Regions from separate parts of the Mus musculus genome. Here region 1 is linked to region 2. The links are chromatin contacts, called in public Hi-C maps. All regions are on one chromosome and are shown on one strand. The core of a region is the stretch at or near the end of the contact, and the rest is flanking DNA. Distances in the headings are between cores, read along the strand shown.

Evidence for each region. Hi-C and Micro-C count contacts between places; a contact is called where the count stands out from the background.
Region 1: a Hi-C map of muscle stem cells shows a contact between it and region 2, with 1.8 times the contacts expected there. The contact joins two enhancer-like sites. A contact is called at or near these places in 1 of 15 datasets of contacts at CTCF or cohesin (the NIH/3T3 cell line), 3 of 484 Hi-C or Micro-C datasets (the 4T1 cell line, muscle stem cells and nephron progenitors) and 3 of 9 other capture datasets (adipose tissue, liver and pancreatic islet).

The regions. Positions count from the first base shown.
Region 1 is chr12:100,391,831-100,395,663 of GRCm38.p6, forward strand. All of the region lies in intron 9 of Ttc7b (tetratricopeptide repeat domain 7B), which reads right to left. Among named protein-coding and RNA genes, the nearest start is that of Gm51958, 44 kb to the left of the region's middle. Within about 2 kb of position 1,956, at least 23 of the 459 cell types and tissues checked have an H3K27ac peak or open chromatin away from gene starts, as enhancers often do. A contact at or near this core is called in muscle stem cells, where this site is marked.
Region 2 is chr12:100,324,290-100,328,434 of GRCm38.p6, forward strand. It overlaps Ttc7b (tetratricopeptide repeat domain 7B), which reads right to left. Exons shown (of 20, transcript NM_001033213.1): 19 at 1,255-1,457. Among named protein-coding and RNA genes, the nearest start is that of Gm51958, 23 kb to the right of the region's middle. Within about 2 kb of position 2,697, at least 72 of the 459 cell types and tissues checked have an H3K27ac peak or open chromatin away from gene starts, as enhancers often do. A contact at or near this core is called in muscle stem cells, where this site is marked.

The DNA of each region.
Region 1 (3,833 bases), core at 706-3,205, 67 kb after region 2:
TCAGAAGGCAGCAGGTACAAGGGCACAGAAGTGGGAGGAAGGGACATAGCTGAAAAAGTTGTTGGAGCCCACAGACCCAGCATGGCGGGAGAGAAAACACGAGCTCTGAGGACAGATGGCCCAGGCTAATCAACACCCTTCACCCTCCAACCACAGAGCTATCAGTGGGGCAGAAGCCGGCCGTGGACAGTGCACCCACAGTGTCTGGCAGAGCAAGCACTGCAATGGTGACAGCTGCTGCGGCTGCTCTTGTGACACGACGTCGCAGCAGATCTGTGGGTTCTGATTGGAAGTAGGAGAGAGTTCCTGGGCCTGGGAGACTGCCAGGAGCCTGAGTGGAACTCTGTCCCCTGCTTACTTGTGGTGTCAGAAGAAGGAGGATGAGCCTGGGGTTGGAGGTGAGAGGGATGTGGCTCAGAGAGCTAGAGCATTGTGGACACCTCTGAATCATCTCCGTCACTAGAAGTGAAGATGAACTTAGCAGCAGGATGCCAACTTTCCAGGAAGTACAGGCATTCTGACACCCTCTAAAGCCCAGGCGACACTTGCCAGATGCTGTGGATATGTAGCAGTGCATCCCTTGGAGGCTAAAGGCTTCATCATATGGGGAACAGTCAGTATGTCATTTGCAAACTTACTTCCTGCTGGAATAAGGGCTTCACCTTTCTCTTACTTTGGCTTTTCATGGGAAGCCATAGTTGAAGGGTTCCGGGAACAGGCTGCTCCTCTGGCATGAGAAAGGGATTTAGCAATTACCTTCCTTGTACGTAAAGCTCGATCACACCAACTGTGTGTGTGGCAGTGACAGCTGCACAATACCGCAGGCAGGGAGAAGCCAGGGCCTATTCTGGGAACTCAAGAACAAGACTCAGCATCCAAAACCCATGGGGAGAAAGGGCAGAAATAAATAATCAGGTACCTTGTACACTTGGCTTGATGCCCAAAGCTGAAGCCACCCTGCTAGGAGAACGGTACCAGCCTGGACTCCTTCCTTTAGTTTTCACTGCAGAGACCTCAGGGCCCTTCCTAGGAAAACTGCCTTTCTTGAATTATTTATTGAGTATATTATTAAATGTGATTAATATAATTTTTAATAGTTGTGTACTAACACATTAAAAATTAACAAGGTAGATGAGTAACATGTTGATTCTTTTAGCAATGAAAATTTACTAACCTATTTAGCCATTTGGGACCATTGTTTTGTATACACAGAAGACCCTAATCATAGGGTGTGTGGTGACCAAGGCAACCTGACTCTGTTCTTACTTTACAAATATGAGGATGAAGATTCAGAAAGCCAACAAGATCTGCCTAGGGTCACACAGTGTCAGGCTGAAATCAGAATCTAGGTCTCATGATGCTATTATTTCTAATTTAATTAAAACTGAAAGTACAGATTAAATTGGAGCTTGAGCAATCTGCTTCAGAGAAGAGTGGGTCCAGGAAAAAGCGTCCAACAGTCATGCTCTCAGGGCTCAGACAACAAACAAGCCTCCCTCCCCATCTGTGGGAAAACACAATGTCAAAGCTTGCTCAAGCTTCCGCCTCTTTATTTTAGAAATAAAATACAGTATCCTCTGTATCCTTGCCCCACCCCTCCCCATTCCTCTTTTTGCTTTCAAACAGCAAGGCTACTTCCAGGCAGAGGATCGCCAAGTTTTATTGCTTTGGAAAAAGCTTAACTTAAAAGACATTATTTCTTCTGGCCACAGTGAGAATAAAAAATGAGGTTTTTTTTTCTTTATTTTTTTTGGGTGTGTGTGTGTGTAAGGTGGGGTAAAGGGTGTTTTCTGGAGACAGGGTTTCTCTGTATAGCCCTGGCTTTCCTGGAACTAGCTCTGTAGATCAGGCTGGTCTCAAACTCAGAGATCTGCTTATCTCTGGTTCCTGTGCACTGGGACTCATGGACCCCCACGTCTGGCTGAAAGTGGGTTATTTTCAATGGTCCCACGTGTCATTTTCTGGCAGTCAACCTTCTTAACTCTATGAGTCAGCTTGACTAAGTGTGAAGAGTATAGGAGCCCTGGTTGCAACTCGAATCCAATACTCTCTGCTGTGTTGCCAATGCAGTTGTTCTTTGTTGGCCTTACAGAAAGCACTAAACTCGGTTCCTTTCCTCTACCTCCTCCCTCTCAGCTGCTTTCCCTCTTTGGATTTTTGTATTAGCTCTCTGACCTGGCTTGAGACACCAGGTTCTAACCCTTAGACTGTAGTTGGGGCTTCACCTTGCGTATGGATGCAAGGGCTGCAGAGGGAAGTGAGGAGCCAGAGGTGGCACTCTGGTGGCACGAGGACAGTGGCTGTATACTGTATACAAAGTAAATGTGCAGCAAATGCTTAGGTGAGGAACAAGTATAGAGAGTCGGGGGCCGCTCTATCCACTCTCTCTAGGAGAGCTACAGAAAGAAAAGAAAGGGCCATAAGGACTGCAGCACACTCTAAAGACTCTAGAGATTGCAGTGTCCGACAGCACTGAAGCCAAGGGGATTAAACCGCAGCTTGAGGACCCAGGCTAACTTGATGCTTATTTGCGTATAGACCTGTGGAATAAAATAAAGACCACAGACTCAGCCAGTCTGGCTTTTGCAAGAGTGGTGAGTCTATTCAACAAGGAACAGAATAATCTCTTCAACAAAAAGTGTTGGCTTATGTAATTTCCACACATAGCCTTTGTGATGTCTGTCAACTAACTGTCAACTTGATACGACCCAAATTCACCTGAAAGAAGGGCCTCTGAGACTATCAGTGAGGGGTTGACTTGACTGTGTTAACTGAGGTGGGAAGACCCAGAAGGTCCTCTGAGACTGTCTGTGAGGGGTTGCCTTGACTGTTAACTGAGGCGGGAAGACCCACCCAGGCGGCATCATTCCCTAAGCTCTCAGGTCATGGGCTGTATTAGAGAAAAGAGCTGAGTAGGAGCATTGCACACATCACTGCACTGCACTCTGATATTCCCTGTGGGTATGATGTGACCAGTTCTCTCAGGCTCCTGCTGTTGTGGCTTCCCTGGTTGATGGACTGGAACCTGTAATTATATTATAAGTCATGCAAATCTTTTCTCCCTTGAATTGCTTTTGCTGGGATATTTTATCACAAAAACAGAAAATCCAACCAACCAACCTAAAACAAGAATTACTATTGAAAGTACTTTGTTGTGAAAAACTTGACCATGCATATGGGCTTTAGACTTCTGAATAGTTTTGTGGCTAGAGAGCAGCAGCTTTTGATACACTAGGGTACAAAGCAATTACATGCTGGAAGCAAAGCTTATTGGACCATTCTGTTAAAAGCATGGAAAGAGGAAAATGTTGAGAGAAATTCAGACAATGGAGGCCTAGATCATGAGAATTCAGAGGATAACATGCACTTACTGGGAACCAGACTGGGAGCCGTTAGTAGAGTACTTTGGCTAAGTATCTAACTTCAAGCTGACCATGTCCTGAGAACCTGAGGTTGAGCTTAATGCTAATGGACTGATTTGTTGGGCAGAGAAACATTCAAGGCAGTATGGTATTCAGACTGGTGATATAACTGCTAAAGAGCTCAGTACCATCACAGAGAAAGTTCCTTCACTGCACTGGGATACTAGGAAAAGTATTCTGAGGGCAAAACCTTATCCATCAGAGACATCTTGAACCTACAGCAGAAGTGGGAAATGGTGATCACATGACACTGGTTTTGAAGGTGCAAAAGATGCAAGATTGAGGGGGTCATGAAGGAGCTGTTGTGTGGTGGGGCTGTCACCCCCGTGTAAAGGCCCTAAGAGGCCTCTGTGTGAACTTGTGGAGGCGAATCCTAAACTGCACTGGAGACCTGAGAATACTGGAGATGCC
Region 2 (4,145 bases), core at 1,447-3,946:
CCACCCAGTCACAGAAATGCCATGGGTCCTGAAGGTTAAACAACAAACAGGTTCAATTTCAGACCTAACCCAGTGACAGCTCAGTCCCCTGTCACAGCTCAGTCCTCTGCACTGTACGGCACCAATGAGAAACAGGGAGGCTGTGAGGGCTATGGGGTCCTTCTGAGCACATTTTACCATTAGTTACAGAACCATGTCCTCTTAGTCCTAAACACACAGCCAGTCTAACAGAAGGACTTCTTGCAAAAAGGGCATGGAGGCACAGAGAGATTCTGGGCTCTTCTTGGGGCTAAAGACTGTGCGAGGCTCGACTGGGACCTGATGTCTGTCCCAGGATTCTGTGTCTAGTTCCCCTGACCCCATCTCACACACCTTTGTCTGATGAGGCATGAGTTCCTGAGGGCCACAGATGTGAAAGACAAGGCAATCCACTTTCCTGTGGGCTGTTAGACAAGAGAGACCCTCTGCTAAGAACCAAACTGCCTCAGAACCTGAAACTGGTGCCCTGGCCCAGAAGAGGTCCTGTGGCTTTCCACCGACTCCGAAGACAGACCTTCATGTTCAGCTCAGAATCTCACAGGCTGGAGACACGGACAGAAATGCCCTGTTACGGAGGGCGTCCGTGCATATCCCTGCTAGCCACAACCTTCTGGAATGACACCAAGCTGGCAAGTGGCCTACTCTAAGACCTCTCAGAGATGGCTGTCCCCAGAGGTGGAGCAGCAGGGAGAGGTGCTCTTTTCTCACTTGGGCACCCAGGGAAGGACACATGTATCTCTGAAATTGCCTCAGGTATACATGGGGGTGGAAACTGGCCAAACACCTCCCTTCTGGGCAACTCGGGGGCACCCCTCCCTTCCTATAACGGGGTGCAGTCTACTGGCCAGTACCTTGGAGGCAAACCCGAGTCTCCGGCTCCCTCAGGAGTATTTGGTATGGATATTCCCTTAGGGTGGTTACTGCAAGCAGTGCAGATGTCCAGGTGACAATGATGGTGACCAACCACAGGGTGATACTGATTGCTGACTTAATTGACCCATTGCACCTAATAGTACCTTAGGTAAGACAGTTGGCTATGCACTGTCACCTCCCAGGGTGTCACAGGATCTGCCTGTTGGCTTTGTGCCATGTTATGTTTCAACCGGCTAACTTGGCCTTGGGAACCAGTGGGTATGAGGGTCGTAGGCTACCTGCTGCGTCCGAGGAGAGCTGCAATCCAAGAAATGGGAACCCTGGCCTGGGTCTCAGACTCACCAGTCGCTGCATGCTCTTCACATGAGTAGGGCTGATGGATAAGGCTTCTTCGTACCACCGCCGGGCCTCATCGAAGTGTCCTCGAAGCTCAGCAACCTGGCCCCGCATGTAGAGGACATTATGGGACATTGGGAAGAGGTTGGCAGCTTCTTGGGTACAGGCTGTAGCTTCCGCAGGCTTTCCAATGCCAATGTAGACCTCAGCTGTGGGAGCAGAGCAGAAAACAGATGCTGTCCTGGATCACTGCCCTCAGAGACCCTGTGAGCGGTTGGTACTCAGCTTTGGGACTTTCATATTCCCCTATGGGAGTTTGGCACAGCTCAGAGCCAGCTGTCCCCTACTACCCTGGACATGGCCATAGGCCAACAGTCTTTTGTGACCACTTGTGCACAGGTCATTTGTGCTTTGGTCCTTGAAGGGCAGGCATATGTCACTACCAAACTGAAAGCAATGAGGGCTGCCTGGGCTTTGCCCCAATCTCTGAGGACAGTCAGTCGTCCCAGGGTCTACTTAAAGCCCTTCAGCATGAGGACAGACACTACCCTTAGCTCTGCTCATCACAGAGAAAGGGTTGAAATGAGCTGAGGGACAAGTGGACCAGAGGCACACAGCCAAGCACTGAAAAGGGCTCTGCCCTCTGGAGCTTGCTCTTCAGAGGCTAAAGGATGCCAAAGGGGCTTTCTGGGGGCTTAGTACATCCAGAAGGGGTATTCATTATGAAACTCCAAGGAGCAGTCTGCTAGAGACATTCTGAGAACTGAACTTGGTTTAGCTGCTGGCAGATCTATCTTTCAAGTCACCTGTATGTGGCAGGAGGATTGGGTGAGAGAGCACAGCACTGGCTAGTCTCTGTCACTTGGGACAAGCCAACAGGCACACAGACCCCTCTCACCCTTTTCTTTTACCCCAGACCTGGAGAGACACCATACAGGGCAGGATGTCCTAGCAGGATGCACACAGGGGGTTTGGGGTACAGAAGTGCCTGCTGTGTTCCCTGGAACATTCTCTTTCATACAAAATTTAAGAAGAGGCAAGCACTGGAGTGGTTTCCTGTCACCCTTCCAAGCCTTCAGGGCCCAGGAAGGCCCCCATCCTCCCCAGCCTCCATTTCTCCAGTTGCTTTGCTCTGTCTGTGAGGGTTGGCAGTGAGAAGAGGTGGGGAGTCTGTTGTAGTATTGGCTTTCTCTGAACATTTCTGGGACAGACCCAATGATGGGCCTTACAGTCCCCAAGCTGAGCACACCTATGCCTGCTCTCATTGATGGCTTAGCCAAATGTCTTTGCCAGGGCCTTAGCCACACAGCTTCTCCTTGTCTCTGGGTCTGTGCCTGGTTGTGCCAGACTGTCAAGAGTCATTCCTTCCCAGTGGCTCAGTGGGAGAGTGAGACACCTCAGTCCTTCTAGGCCATGACCCAGTGGTTCTGACTCAGGAATTTTCTTGGGTGGAGTCTTAGAGTCCTTGACTCATTAATGGGAGGAGCCAAAAGCCTGCCAGGCAGAGCACTGCCACCACACTGACAAGCTGTGTTCTTGGCGCTCTATGCTGGGCTGAGCCCTGCCCCCCCCCCCCCCCCCCCCGGTCTACTTACACACAATTCTTGTGTTTGGGTGCTGACTGGTTTTTAATGGGTTATCTGAATTGTCATTAGCATCTTTGCCAGCCATTTTTCACACCCAGCCTTCTTATCCTATCCACCTCCTCAGATCCCCTGTGCCGACTGATCCACAGGGACTTTTCTTGCAGGGAAGGTGCACTCTCTTGCCTGCAGTTCCTGTCACTCACTCTGCCTGCATCCTGGGTGGATGGTTTTAGTCTACCCCTCCTTAGTGGACTGATCTTGTCTGGGCCCCCAGCAACTCCTTCCCTGCAGATGCATTGGATAACTTGTCTTTATGCCACACAGCCTTCAGCAGAAGAGTTTTTTCCTGGGCGGGCCTGGGGCGATGTTCAGTAGGTAACCTTGCTGAATAAGCTGAGGAACCGAGTTCAGATCCTCTGACCTATCTAAAAAGCCAGGTGTCCATAACCCCAGCTCTGTGACGTGATAGAGACAAGAAGACCATTGGGGCTTGCTAGCTTGCCAGCATAACCCAAAATGGCAGATTCCAGGTTCAATAAGACTCCGTCTCAAGAAAACAGAACTGACAGCCACAGAAAAGCCACCTAGAACCCTCTGGTTTCCAAACACCAATGCACACATGCATGTAGCACACATAGACATATCCCTCTCTCATACAGACATATACTCCGATTTCCCTAGTGATTAGTGTTTGTTGCATACTGAGCAGCTCACTATGTGATCTAGTGTGAATGTTCCAATTTCCTTATTTTGCTCAGTGGGATGAGAACTAACTTGCCTGTGTCCTACCTGCAAGAGTTAGGAGTCAGAATTATGTGTGTGGTGGCAAATCAGAGCTGTACATACTCTACCATGGAGCTACATGTGTGTGCTGGCAATCAGAGCTGTACATACTCTACCATGGAGCTACATGTGTATACTGGCAATCAGAGCTATATATACTCTACCATGGAGCTACATGTGTGTGTGGTAGCAATCAGAGCTGTACATACTCTATCATGGAGCTACAAGTGTGTGCTGGCAATCAGAGCTGTACATACTCTGTCATGGAGCTGCTCCCCCAGTCCTTATCTTACGTTTGATTTGGGGGCTTACTAACTCCTCAGACTGGTTCTGACCCGACTTTGCAGTCCAGACAGGCATGGATTTGCTTTTATTTCAACAGTGAGATAAACAGCAAACACACACTCTCAACTCTCCTCTGAGGTCCCCACCTTTTGCTGCCTTCTGTCATCCCACACTTACTTGGAGAGAGCTTTTAAAGTCCCATTCAGACCTTTCCCACTTGAATAGCTTCTTGGGGACTCTAGG